Linked DNA regions of Mus musculus: region 2 is linked to region 1. The links are chromatin contacts, called in public Hi-C maps. All regions are on one chromosome and are shown on one strand. The core of a region is the stretch at or near the end of the contact, and the rest is flanking DNA. Distances in the headings are between cores, read along the strand shown. Region 1 holds the start of Trub2 (TruB pseudouridine (psi) synthase family member 2). Region 2 holds the start of Sh2d3c (SH2 domain containing 3C).

The links. A called contact is a pair of places that touch in the nucleus more often than the background predicts.
Region 2: a contact with region 1 is called in a Hi-C map of B cells, with 5 read pairs. The contact joins the promoter of Sh2d3c here to the promoter of Trub2 in region 1. A contact is called at or near these places in 1 of 39 promoter capture datasets (liver), 1 of 484 Hi-C or Micro-C datasets (B cells) and 1 of 9 other capture datasets (liver).

The regions. Positions count from the first base shown.
Region 1 is chr2:29,783,713-29,788,950 of GRCm38.p6, reverse strand. It overlaps Trub2 (TruB pseudouridine (psi) synthase family member 2), which reads left to right and starts at 1,280. Exons shown (of 8, transcript NM_145520.5): 1 at 1,280-1,448; 2 at 2,344-2,475; 3 at 3,924-3,998. The coding sequence starts at 1,340. Coq4 (coenzyme Q4) reads right to left here and starts at 1,458. Exons shown (of 7, transcript NM_178693.5): 1 at 594-1,458; 2 at 383-514. The coding sequence starts at 666.
Region 2 is chr2:32,719,460-32,725,174 of GRCm38.p6, reverse strand. Sh2d3c (SH2 domain containing 3C) reads right to left here and starts at 4,120. Exons shown (of 12, transcript NM_013781.3): 1 at 3,980-4,120; 2 at 1-238. The coding sequence starts at 4,016. Gm33457 (a long non-coding RNA gene) reads right to left here. Exons shown (of 2, transcript XR_001783272.2): 2 at 4,388-4,817.

The sequences.
Region 1 (5,238 bases), core at 31-2,530:
AACCAAAGCCAAACAAACAAAAAGAAGCTGATCTTGAACTGTTTCAGCAAAGAAAATCCTGAAGATCATGGCCCTTACCAAGTTTACTTACTACCCAGTGAGAATGCTGTAATTTGGTGTGTACCTGGTCATTCAGCCCAGAGATTAATATGCTAGGGTGACACTCTTCCAAGAATTACAAAAAGGCAGACTTGTAGACTTCACGTTTCTTTCTTCCTCTCCTCCCTGTGCCCAGAAGACCCAAAACAGTTCTAGCTAGAATCAGGCACCTGATTATCATAAACGATCCTGGGAAATATGATAGGCGCAGCCAGGTTTGGATGCCCACAAACCAAGTCTTCACCGGTCCCAGCTTTCGAGACCGAAGAGTAAACCGTCTTACCGTGGCGATAGGGGTTGTAGAGAGCCATTCCCGCCGCGCCCGCAGCCAGCAGCATCTTTTGCAGCGGGGTGGTTGGGATGTGGTCCGGGTACAGCAGGCGGGCGCCATGGCTCCCGGCCCTGAGGGGTACATCTGCGAGCAGAAAAGAGGTAAAGGTGAGAGGAGTCCGGTCCCTCTGGTCGCCGCGGACACTGGAATCAGAGCTGCTCACCTACAGCTGGCCGCGTACGGGGCCGAAGACTGCGGTGGAGGCGCAGGGAGCGAAGCAGCAGCAGGGTCGCCATGGCAGCGGACGTCCGCGTGGTTAGGCGGGGCTCCGCAGGTACTACGGAGGCCCGAGAAGTCAAAAGACTCCTGGGACACTGCACTCACTGTGGCTTTTTGATCGGAGATGTTGTAATATGGACAGGAGCATGAGAAGGAAAGCCACAAGATCTGTTTGCCACTGAAGTAAAACAACTGCTGTGAGCCAGGCGTTATTTATAACGTAGGCCTGTCAACCCAGCATTTGAAACCTGGAGGCCGTAGGATCAGTTCGAGATCCTTCTTGGCTATTTCTTAAGTACGAAGGCAGTACTAGAGACCTTGTCTCAAAAACCAAGCCTGATGTGAATTACTCGTCACTCCAGATCTTGGAAAAGTGGAGACAGAAAAGTAATGAATTCTCGGCAACTTAGCAAGTTTGAGGGCAGCCTGGGATATATGAGAAACAAACAAACAAAAAACTCCTGAAAAGAATTCAAAAATAACATAACCGAGAATTCGGTTGCTCGATATCCGGCCCTATTTTCTTCTCCATCTCTTATTTCCCCCCCGGAGGGCAATAAGAAAAGAACCTCTTCCTGCCAAGGAAACAAGGCGGCTACCTACAGTAGGGACCACATTTGGGAAAGGACCACGCAGCACTTCCGCCCGCATCCCCGCTTCTGGATGATGTTGAACCGCTGAGTTCCAGCCATGGGTTCTTCTGGCCTAGCTCGGCTGCAGGGGCTCTTCGCTGTCTATAAACCTCCGGGGCTGAAGTGGCTGCACTTGCGTGAGACCGTGGAGTTGCAACTGCTTAAAGGTGAGAACTCCGACGCGGACCCACGGTTTTGCTTTAGTTCTTTCTGATGTGGAGTGAGGTCACGTGGTTCGTTTGCCGGGTTGTAGCTGTTTCTTGTTTGTTTGTTTTTTTTCTCTTGTACACATTTCGTTACTACCCACTCTCCGCTATTTTCCTTTAGAGAAATTCATTCTATAGTGTTGGGTTTTTTTTCGCGGTTTCTGTTACAGAGTTAGAATTTGAACTTTTTTTTTTTTTTTTTTTTTTTTTGCCTTTTGAGACAGGGTCTTTTCTAATTAATCCGACCTTGAAATCAGTGAGGCACTGAGAATTCTGACTCTCCTGACTCCACCTGCCAGATGCTGGGATCACAAGCGTGACCACCACCCCGACCCTCAAACACCAATTTTTTTCTTTGCCTTTTTTTCCTTTCTTTTATTTTCTTAAAAACTGTCATGTAGCCTCAAATTTGCTATGTAAGATGAAGATAACCTTGAACTTTTGACTGTCCTGCCTTCACTACCCAAGGTCTTAGACTACATCTGTGTAGTACCACCTCCCATTAGGGTGCTGGGGATGGAACCCGGGGCGTCTTGCGTATTGTGCAAACACTCCATGAATTGAGCTACACTTCCAACCTAGGATTTTTGTTTTGTTTGTTTGTTCTTCACTTTTTAGAGAATGGTTTCTCTGTATACCCCTGGCTGCCCTGGAAATAACTCTGTAGATCAGTCAGGCCTTGAATTCAGAGATAGGCCCGCCTCTTGCCTCCCCAGTGCTGGAATTAATGATACCTGGCTTCTGAAGGAGTCATAGTACGTTTTCTACGATACACAAATCCATCTTCTATGCTACCATCTCTCTACCCCTTCTCTTGCGGGTTGGAAAAGTACTGACTGTGTTCTTTTGTGCTTAGGTCTCAATGCCCAGCAGCCTCCTGCTCCTGATCAGCGTGTTCGCTTCTTGCTAGGCCCTGTGGAAGGCAGTGAAGAGAAGAAGTTGACTCTCAGAGCCACCAATGTACCCTCCCTCACCACCCACAGACTTGGTAAGGCAGAGTCAGACAGGACCCTGGCCGTGATGTTAGAGGAAATCCCTGGCCTGAGTTAGATTTCTAGCCCAGGGTTTGGCAAACTTCCCTAGAGAGGGAAGATTTTAAACAGCTTCTGCCTACAGCCTTGTGTTTTCCTTGGCTCTGCTCCTCTTTGCTATTGTAATGCAAAGCATCTCTAGACTGTAGGAAAGGAGAGAACCTTCTTGTATTTTAGTCAAGACTGGAGTGCAGCCACATGGTTGTGGTGCACGCCTTTAATCCCAGCTCTTGGGAGGCAGAGGCAGGCGGATTTCTGAGTTTGAGGCCAGTCTGGTCTACAAAGTGAGTTCCAGGACAGCCAGGGCTATACAGAGAAACCCTGTCTCGAAGGAAAAAAAAAAAAAAAAGGCTGGAGTACAAAACAGCTATTTTGAGAGCAGTTATAAACACCGGTGTCCAGCAGCCTTTGTCTTCTATGGGAGACTGAAAGGATCATTTAAATTTAGGAGTCCCTGGCCAACCTGGGCAACACAGTGAGACCCAGTCTCAAAACAAAGTAGACTTGATGATTTGACTTGTGAACTACACTTTGCTGACTCTTAGCTATTCTAGGACTCTCTAGGGAAGCTGAGAACTTCTGGTAGACCTGTGTTATTAATACCTGCTCTGTATTAGACATCATGTTATCTTTGTCCTCACCCCAGTTCTGTGAGGTAGGTCCCTTATTAAAAAAAAACAAAAACAAAAACGTATTATTTGTATGTATGTGTGCACACCAAGGCCTGGGTGTGAAAGTCGGAGGGCATCTTTTGGGAATCACTTCTCTCAGGCCACCATGGGTCCCAGGATCAAACTGAAGTCATCAGGCGTGGCAGCCTTTACCCACTGAGCCACCTCGCCAGCTCTTGTTTTTGTGTTTTGAGACACAGCCTCCTGTAGTCCAGGCTGGTCTTGAACTCACTGTATAGTTAAATATGACCTTGAAGTCTGGATTCTGATCCTTTTGCTTCTGCCTCCCAAGTGCTGGGGCACATTAAGCTGTAGTCAGTCTTTTAGTGGTCAAGACACTGAGTCTGGGGCCATAGGTCAGTATTGTAGACAGACAGACCTAGGTCCCACCTTAGGGAGCTCACTGATTCAGGAGGAGAATGGCCAGGTTTTCTATCAGCACACGATGTGCAGAGAAGCCCAGAATCTTGATCCCCAGTGTGATGCCTGATCTCAAAGCCTCAAATGGGGCGAATAGTGATAGGCAGAGGAAGAAGAGTCTTGCGTTGCCCTTTCTCTGGGCCCAGGGAACTAGGGAAATAGTGGTTCCAGCTTCCGAGGAAGAGAAGCCTGGAAATACAGCCTAGCATAATTTGATCCCCATGAGGCCCTTCTGTTCTTGGAATGAGGGCCTCTTGCCAAAGTTACCCTCAAGGCTCATTAGTTGAAGAAATGAACTGGCTTTTTCTTTCCAGTACGTGGTCCAGCATTCACAAACCTGAAGATCGGTGTGGGACATCGCTTGGATGTCCAGGCTTCTGGTGTGCTTGGTAAGTCTGGGGATGTGGTGCTGTGAGCTTGGAGAAGGATCAGAAGGTGATCCAGGGCCCAGCCCACAGCTTATCTGACCTCACTCTCTTACTTTTCTCTCCACTGAGTCTCTTGTCTCTTCAGCTGGGCAGGTCCCACCTCTGTCAAGGGATTCCTTCCTGCATGACACGTGGTTCAAGGCCTTTATGGACATTTGTTCACCATACCCATGACAGATGCTGTGTAATGTTACCAGTGAAGAGAGTAAGACTGGAGCTGAGGCCTGGCCACTAAATACCCATGGTCCCCAGAGGAGCTCCCATCGAGTTAGGGTGCAGCAGGCACATGGCTCTATCTCCTCTGGCTGCGGTTTGCATATTGCCAGAGTTGGATACAAAGCTCCAAGTCACAAGCCTTCTGTGGCCTCCGGGTCACATGGTAGCCCATTGTCCAGCCTCCACAGTCTTGGTTCCCTCTCTTTCTTCCTGAGGTAAGGGCAGTCAGACGTGATCTCATGCCCCCTCCCTGTTTCCCTCTCTAACAGTGAATGGGAAGCCATTCATTTCTTTAGACAGAGGGATAAACAGATCAGGGAATAGGCAGGAAGTGGCCCCAAAGGCCCTGTTATGGCTCCTTCCTTTGTACCATTAGCTTTCTGTTTGTTGCCTCCCCCAGTCTGTGATATGCACAGGCCTGAGCATCTTTCTCTGTATAACTCATTGAGAGTTTGAGGGCCAAAAATGTTTAAAATTAAGAGTCAGAAAACCTAGGTTCTTGTTTTTGTTTCTGAGACGATTTTTTTTTTGTCTCAGTTTGCCGAGGCTGGCTCCAGTTGGGTCTAAATGACCTTGAGATCTTGGCCCTCCTCTACCTGAGTGCTGGGGACTGTAAGCATGTAGCACCTTGACTTGAATTGTTTGTTTTGTCTTGTTTTTGTTTTTCTTTTTTTTTTTAATGCTGTTTTTTTTTTAATTAGGTATTTTCCTCATTTACATTTCCAATGCTATCCCAAAAGTCCCCCATACCACACCCCCCACCCCCACCCCCGTTTTTGTTTTTTGAGACAGGGTTTCTTTGTGTAGTTCTGGCTGTCCTGGAATTCGATCCATAGACCAGGCTGGCCTCCAACTCAGAGACCCACCTGCCTCTGACTTCCAAGTACTGGGATTAAAGATGTGTGCCACCACTGCCCGACTTTATTTTATTTTTTAAATTTATGTGTTTATATGAGACAAACTCTGACTACTTTCAAGGTTGGCC
Region 2 (5,715 bases), core at 2,871-5,370, 2.9 Mb before region 1:
TGTTGTTTCTGAGCCTTCTTGATGTTAGGGCGGGGCATGGTACCCATGTGGCTGTACATGTCACTAGAACGTGCATAGGCAGGAGGACTCTTTGGGAGTGTCACCATGTCATCCTGTGTGGCTTCAAAGGTGTCAGGCTCCGGACAAGACCGGATACTAGCAGAGGCTGAAGACCGTCTCAGAGAAAAGGACCGCGGGAGATTGGAAAGGCTCCCAAGGCCCTTGAACTTGAAGAACTCTGGCAAGAGAGGAGGAGAGGAAAAGAATTAATCACAGTGTCAGCAGGAATGGAATAATGTAAAAACCCCTACAGTCTGCACGGCGAGAGTACCAAAGTTCAGGACACACCAGGGGAGGCTTTTCACTATTTTCTTTCTCTAAGTTTTTTTTTTTTTAAAGATTTTATATATATGTGTGTGTGTATGTGTGTGTGTGTGTGTGTGTGTATATATATATATATATACACTGTCACTGCCTTCAGACACACCAGAAGAGGGCATCAGCTTCCACTACAGATGGTTGTGAGCCACCATGTGGTTGCTGGGACTTGAACTCAGGACCTCTGGAAGAGCAGTCAGTGCTCGTAACCGCTGAGCCATCTCTCCAGCCCATCTAAGTTGTTTTTTGTTTTTAATTCTTAATTATGTGTATGTGTGTGGGAGCAGGGTACATACATCCTGAGCGTGGATACCCTTGGAAGCCAGAAGAGGACATCAAATCACCTGGGGCTGTAGTTACAGGTTGTGATCTGCTCAAAATGGGTGCTGGAAACGGAACTCATCTTCTGCAAGAGGAGCTATCACTCCACACCCCCTCCTCATTCCTCTGCTCCCGGAAGTGCAGCGACATGCAGCTCTGCAGTCACAGTGCTGAGCTCAAGCCCTTCTTCCACATTCTAGCTAGCTGTGTGACCTTAGGCAAGTCATTAGACCTCTCTGAGCTCCTTCACCCACATCAGTAACACAAGGACCCTCCCTATATGCAGCAAGAGGACTGGAGAAAAGTAGGTAAATAAAGGGTTAGGGAGATGACTTTGAAAAAATGTGAGCCACACAAGTATGACAACCTGAGTTCAAATCCCTAGGACCCATATAGAAGCTGGGCATGGTGGTACATGCCTTTAGTCCCAGTGCTCATGAAGCTGACACAGGTGGATCTCTGTGAGTTCAAGGCCAGCCTGATCTACATGGTGAATCCCACAGCAAGAATTCCATACAGAGGCCCAGTCTCAAAAATAAAAATAAAATAAAATAAACCATAAAAAAAATAACAAAAACAGAGAGGAATTGGAAGCGTGATTCAGCAGGTAAAGGGGCTCACTGCTGCGCGAGAGGACTGGAGTTCAGACCTCAGCACCCCCATCATGTGAACCGCCTCCAGCTCCAAAGGATCCAATGCCCCTTTCTGACCTCTGTGAACACCCTCTCACACACATACATCTGTACACACACACACACACACACACACACACACACACACACACTGAAGCTGGAGAGGTGCTTAGCAGTTAAGAGGACAGATGCTCTTCCAGACCCGAATCCACTTTCCAGCACCCACATGGCGGCTTACAACCGTCTATAACTCCACTTCCAAGGGATCCAGTGTCCTATTCTGGCCTCTGGCATCCGTGGGGACTATACACATGTGGTGGACAGAGAAACATGACAGATAGACGTAACTTGTTCTTGAGACAGGGTCTCCCCACACATCCCTGGCTGCCCTGGAACTTACTTAGACCAGGCTGGCCTCAAACTCACAGAGATCCATCTGCCTCTGCCTTCCTAGTCCTGGGATTAAAGAGGTATACTACCATGATCATCATGTATGTATATACGAATGTATGTATGTATGTACGTATGTATGGTAGGTTTCCTTACATATCCCTGGCTGTTCTGGAACTCACTCTGTAGACCAGGCTGGCCTCCAATTCACCAAGATCCACCTGCCTCTGCCTCCCAAGTTCTGGGATTAAAGGTGTGCATTACTAACCCCAGCAATGTATTTTGTAAAAAATGCAAATTCTAAAGAAATCTGTTTTAAAGTAAGATGACAAGGGATCAAAGACGATGCCTGCTGTTGTATCGGAACATACCCATGCATACATGTATGAACATGAACATAAACATGAGCATACATGCAAACCTTGTAGATAACATGCTTGCTTCATGTGCTATCTGGCATATAAAATATCCTCAAAAGGAGGTACAAAAGGAAGATGACAATGATGACCAAAAATGCCTCCCACTTGTCAAACTGTGAATTCTTAGAATATGCAAACATACCGCTTTCCTTATAAGGAAATTGATATTCAGAAGGGTGAAACGGACGGTCTGAGCTCCCCACAGCTTACCCCAAAGCCTAGATGTGCATGTGTGTGTGTGTGTGTGTGTGTGTGTGTGTGTGTGTGTGTGTGTGTTATGGGTATGTGTGGGGTTTGTGTGTGTGTGTGTATAAGTATGTGTGAGTGCATATGGTATTTGAGTGTGTGTAGTTTATGAGTAAGTATGTATGGTGTATCTGTGAGAGTGTGTATGGTGTGTGTGTGTTTATGGTGTCTGTGTGTGAATGTGTATAGTGTGTGTATGTGGTATGTGTGTGTGTATGGTGTCTGTGTGTGAATGTGTACGGTGTGTGTGTATGAATATGTATGGTGTCCGTGTGTGAATCTGTATGGTGTGTGTGTGTGGGGGGGGTGTGTACAAAGAGTAGTGTCCAAGGCAATCTCTGGCACTGGGGTTGAAAGGACATGGATGAGGCTGTCTGTCTGCCTGAGAATTGGGGCCCCTGTCTGTGGGTGTTTCTTTCCTCCCAGTGGGCTGAACCTGCCTTACAAACTCCTGTGATACAATCTTCCAGCAGGGACGGAAGTGTATCTCTTTGCTCCCTCCTCCCTGTGGCCCCTAAGACTGTGGGACTGTCCCGTCTCTGACTTCCTTAGGCCTCTAGATGACTTGAGCAAAAGGAGAACACATTGGCCTTTGCTCTTCCCAACTCCTCTGCATCCTCAGGTGTCTACGCCCCTGAGACTCTGAGGCCCAGAGAGGGGAAGGGATCAGCCTAGCACCCGACAGCAGAACCTCGCTGATCCTGGGTGGAAGCACGGGGCTCTGCACTTCAGAATTCATCCCTGCCCAGTCCCCCTGGTCCCATCCCGGACAGTGCTGGCTACCGCCCTCCTTCTAGACAGGTTGCCCTGGGACAGAGATCTTTGTAACACAAGGGTCACTGACTGCCTCCTTTGTCAATGCTGCAGATTTTGTTTGCTTGCTTTGTATGTTTATATGAGACAATGTCTCACTCTAACCTGCTTCAGTCTACTCACCCGCCTCCTGCTTTTGACTTCTGAGTGCTAGGATTACAGATGCGTGTATCTCCATTTACACACACACACACACACACACACAGAGAGAGAGAGAGAGAGAGAGAGAGAGAGAGAGAGAGAGAGAGAACTGGAAAGTCAGAGGAACCTGGGACAGAAGTTTGGGACCCAAAATGGATTGACCTGGAGAAAGAAATAGGTGGGTGTAGTTCACCCAAGTACCTGGTACTAGTCTCTCGCAGCCTCACTGCTCCCAACACACCACAGCATCCACGGTCCCCACATCCACTCACTCCCTAGAGAGCTCCCTGAGATCTGGTGTTGAGTGGGTTCTGGACAACATGGGGTACTTGGGGGTCTCTCCATGCACAGTCTCATGGTCAGAGAGACCAGGATGATCCGGAAGACAGAAAGGCTGAGGGGCTGACTTGTAGTAAGAGGGAAGCAGAGGTTGGGCAGGGAGAGAGAAAGACAGAAATGCAAAGACAGACAGAGACAGAGATCACCGGGGGCCACAGCATGTGCAGATAGCAACACCAACACCGAGGAGAGAGACAGATGGACAGAAAGAGAAAGAGAAAGAAGACAATCGTGAGACACAGATGCAGAGAGGCTAAGCTGAACAGACAGATGGACGGACGGTGGCTGGTCTGTACTCACTGAACTTTCTGCCTGTTTTCTTGGGCATCTCTGTCATCTTTGCAAGCTGTGCAGAGTCTCTGGTTTGCTAGCATGTGGCTGCTCCAGGCTCAAGACACCAGGGGCTGATGGGCCTCCCCCGCTCCCCTTCCCCTTTCTCTTGCCCTCTCACTGGCTTCCTCTGTGTATTTTTAAACTAGCGAAACTCCCACAGCCCCACCCTCCCACCGTCTCCACAGGGGGCGGGGGCTGGGGCCTCCCCAGCCAGCAGCAGGGGCAGGGGGCACACCGCAAACCCTTGGGACCTAGAAGGCCTGAGGAACAAACCACAGGCTTTGGGAACAGAGCCCACTAGGCTGGGGGCCACTGGGGACCTGCCAACAGCTGTCAGGGGCCTGGCCCACAGGATGGGAAGTCGAGGAGACAGACTCATGGTTAGGGCAGTTTATTCTAAGCCCTGGTACCCAGGAGATGGAGTAGCAATAATAAAGAAGAGAATGCTGTGAGTGGGCCTGTGGCCCAAAGTCAACTTCTGATTGGCTACTTTGTCACTGTGTGATTACGGACAGGATGATTCACCTGCCCGAGGCTGGGTTTCTTTTTGGCGAGCAGGATATGCTAACTGCCCAGTGGCCAGAACACAGAGCATAGCCAGGTATAAAGCCAATACCTGCTTAGGCGTGATTGTCCTTGTCTGAGTCAGCGGAGGCATGTGGGGACAGGTCTTCTATATCCTTTGGGCAGAGATAGGGAAACTGAGGCACAGAGGAGCAAGGGGATTTCCCCAGGTCACAGAGAGAGAGTTGGTGGCACACAGTGGGTTGCAAGTTGTCTTTCCAGTAATATCCAGGTTGGTGCTCTGCAAACACAAACATGTATGTGCGTGTATGTGTTTTGTGTCCACACAGAACAAGTATAAGGAAATGAAACCTCCAGGTACAGCTATAGTTGGGGGTGGGGGTGGGGTGTTAGTAGCACTTGCTGGGACTGGAGGGCCACAGGTCAAATCTAGTTCTGAGTGTGGCCACATCTGCAGCTGTGGTGACCAAATCTCTACAATAGGGACAGCACAAGACACACAGCCACCCTCCCAAGCCTCTCTTTCTCTTGGTCTTCTGTTCGTTCTTCTGTGCTTAGGATAGGACACTGGGTTTTCACTCGCTAAGCAAGTTCACTCCCACTGAGCCACGCGCCCAGCAGCCCAGAGTGGACACCTTTTTGTTGGTTTTGAGATAAAAATCTGACATAGCCCAGGCTGACCTCCAATTTGAGATCTTCCCGCCTCAGCCTCCAAGTACCGGGGTTACATGTGTGCAGACAGGCCACCTGGTCCCGTAGCTGGTGATCTGGTCTGTGGGAGATGCAATCCAGGACACATGGGTCCTGTCCTGTGTCCTCCATCAATAAAATCATCAAAAAATCATCGGACACTGACGCTCTGACAGCAGTCCTGGGAGCTGATTTCCAGGCCATCTGCGCCCCAGCCTCCTGTCAGGATGATGTTGGCAGAAGACAGGTCAGACTGATTCTCCCGATGCAGTGAAGACAACCCCAAAGTCCGGTGAGAAAAAGAGACCCAGTCCTGCCAGGTTGTGGCAGCAGGGTCCTGCATCTGTAGGTAGGCCTGCAGTGACCGGTGCTCAATGGCTAAAGAGGAAGTTAGTCACTTTTCTGTGACAAAACACCACGACCAAGGCAAGTTAGAAACGTTCATTGGGTCATATGATTCCAGAGCAGACTCCTGGGGTGGTACCCCC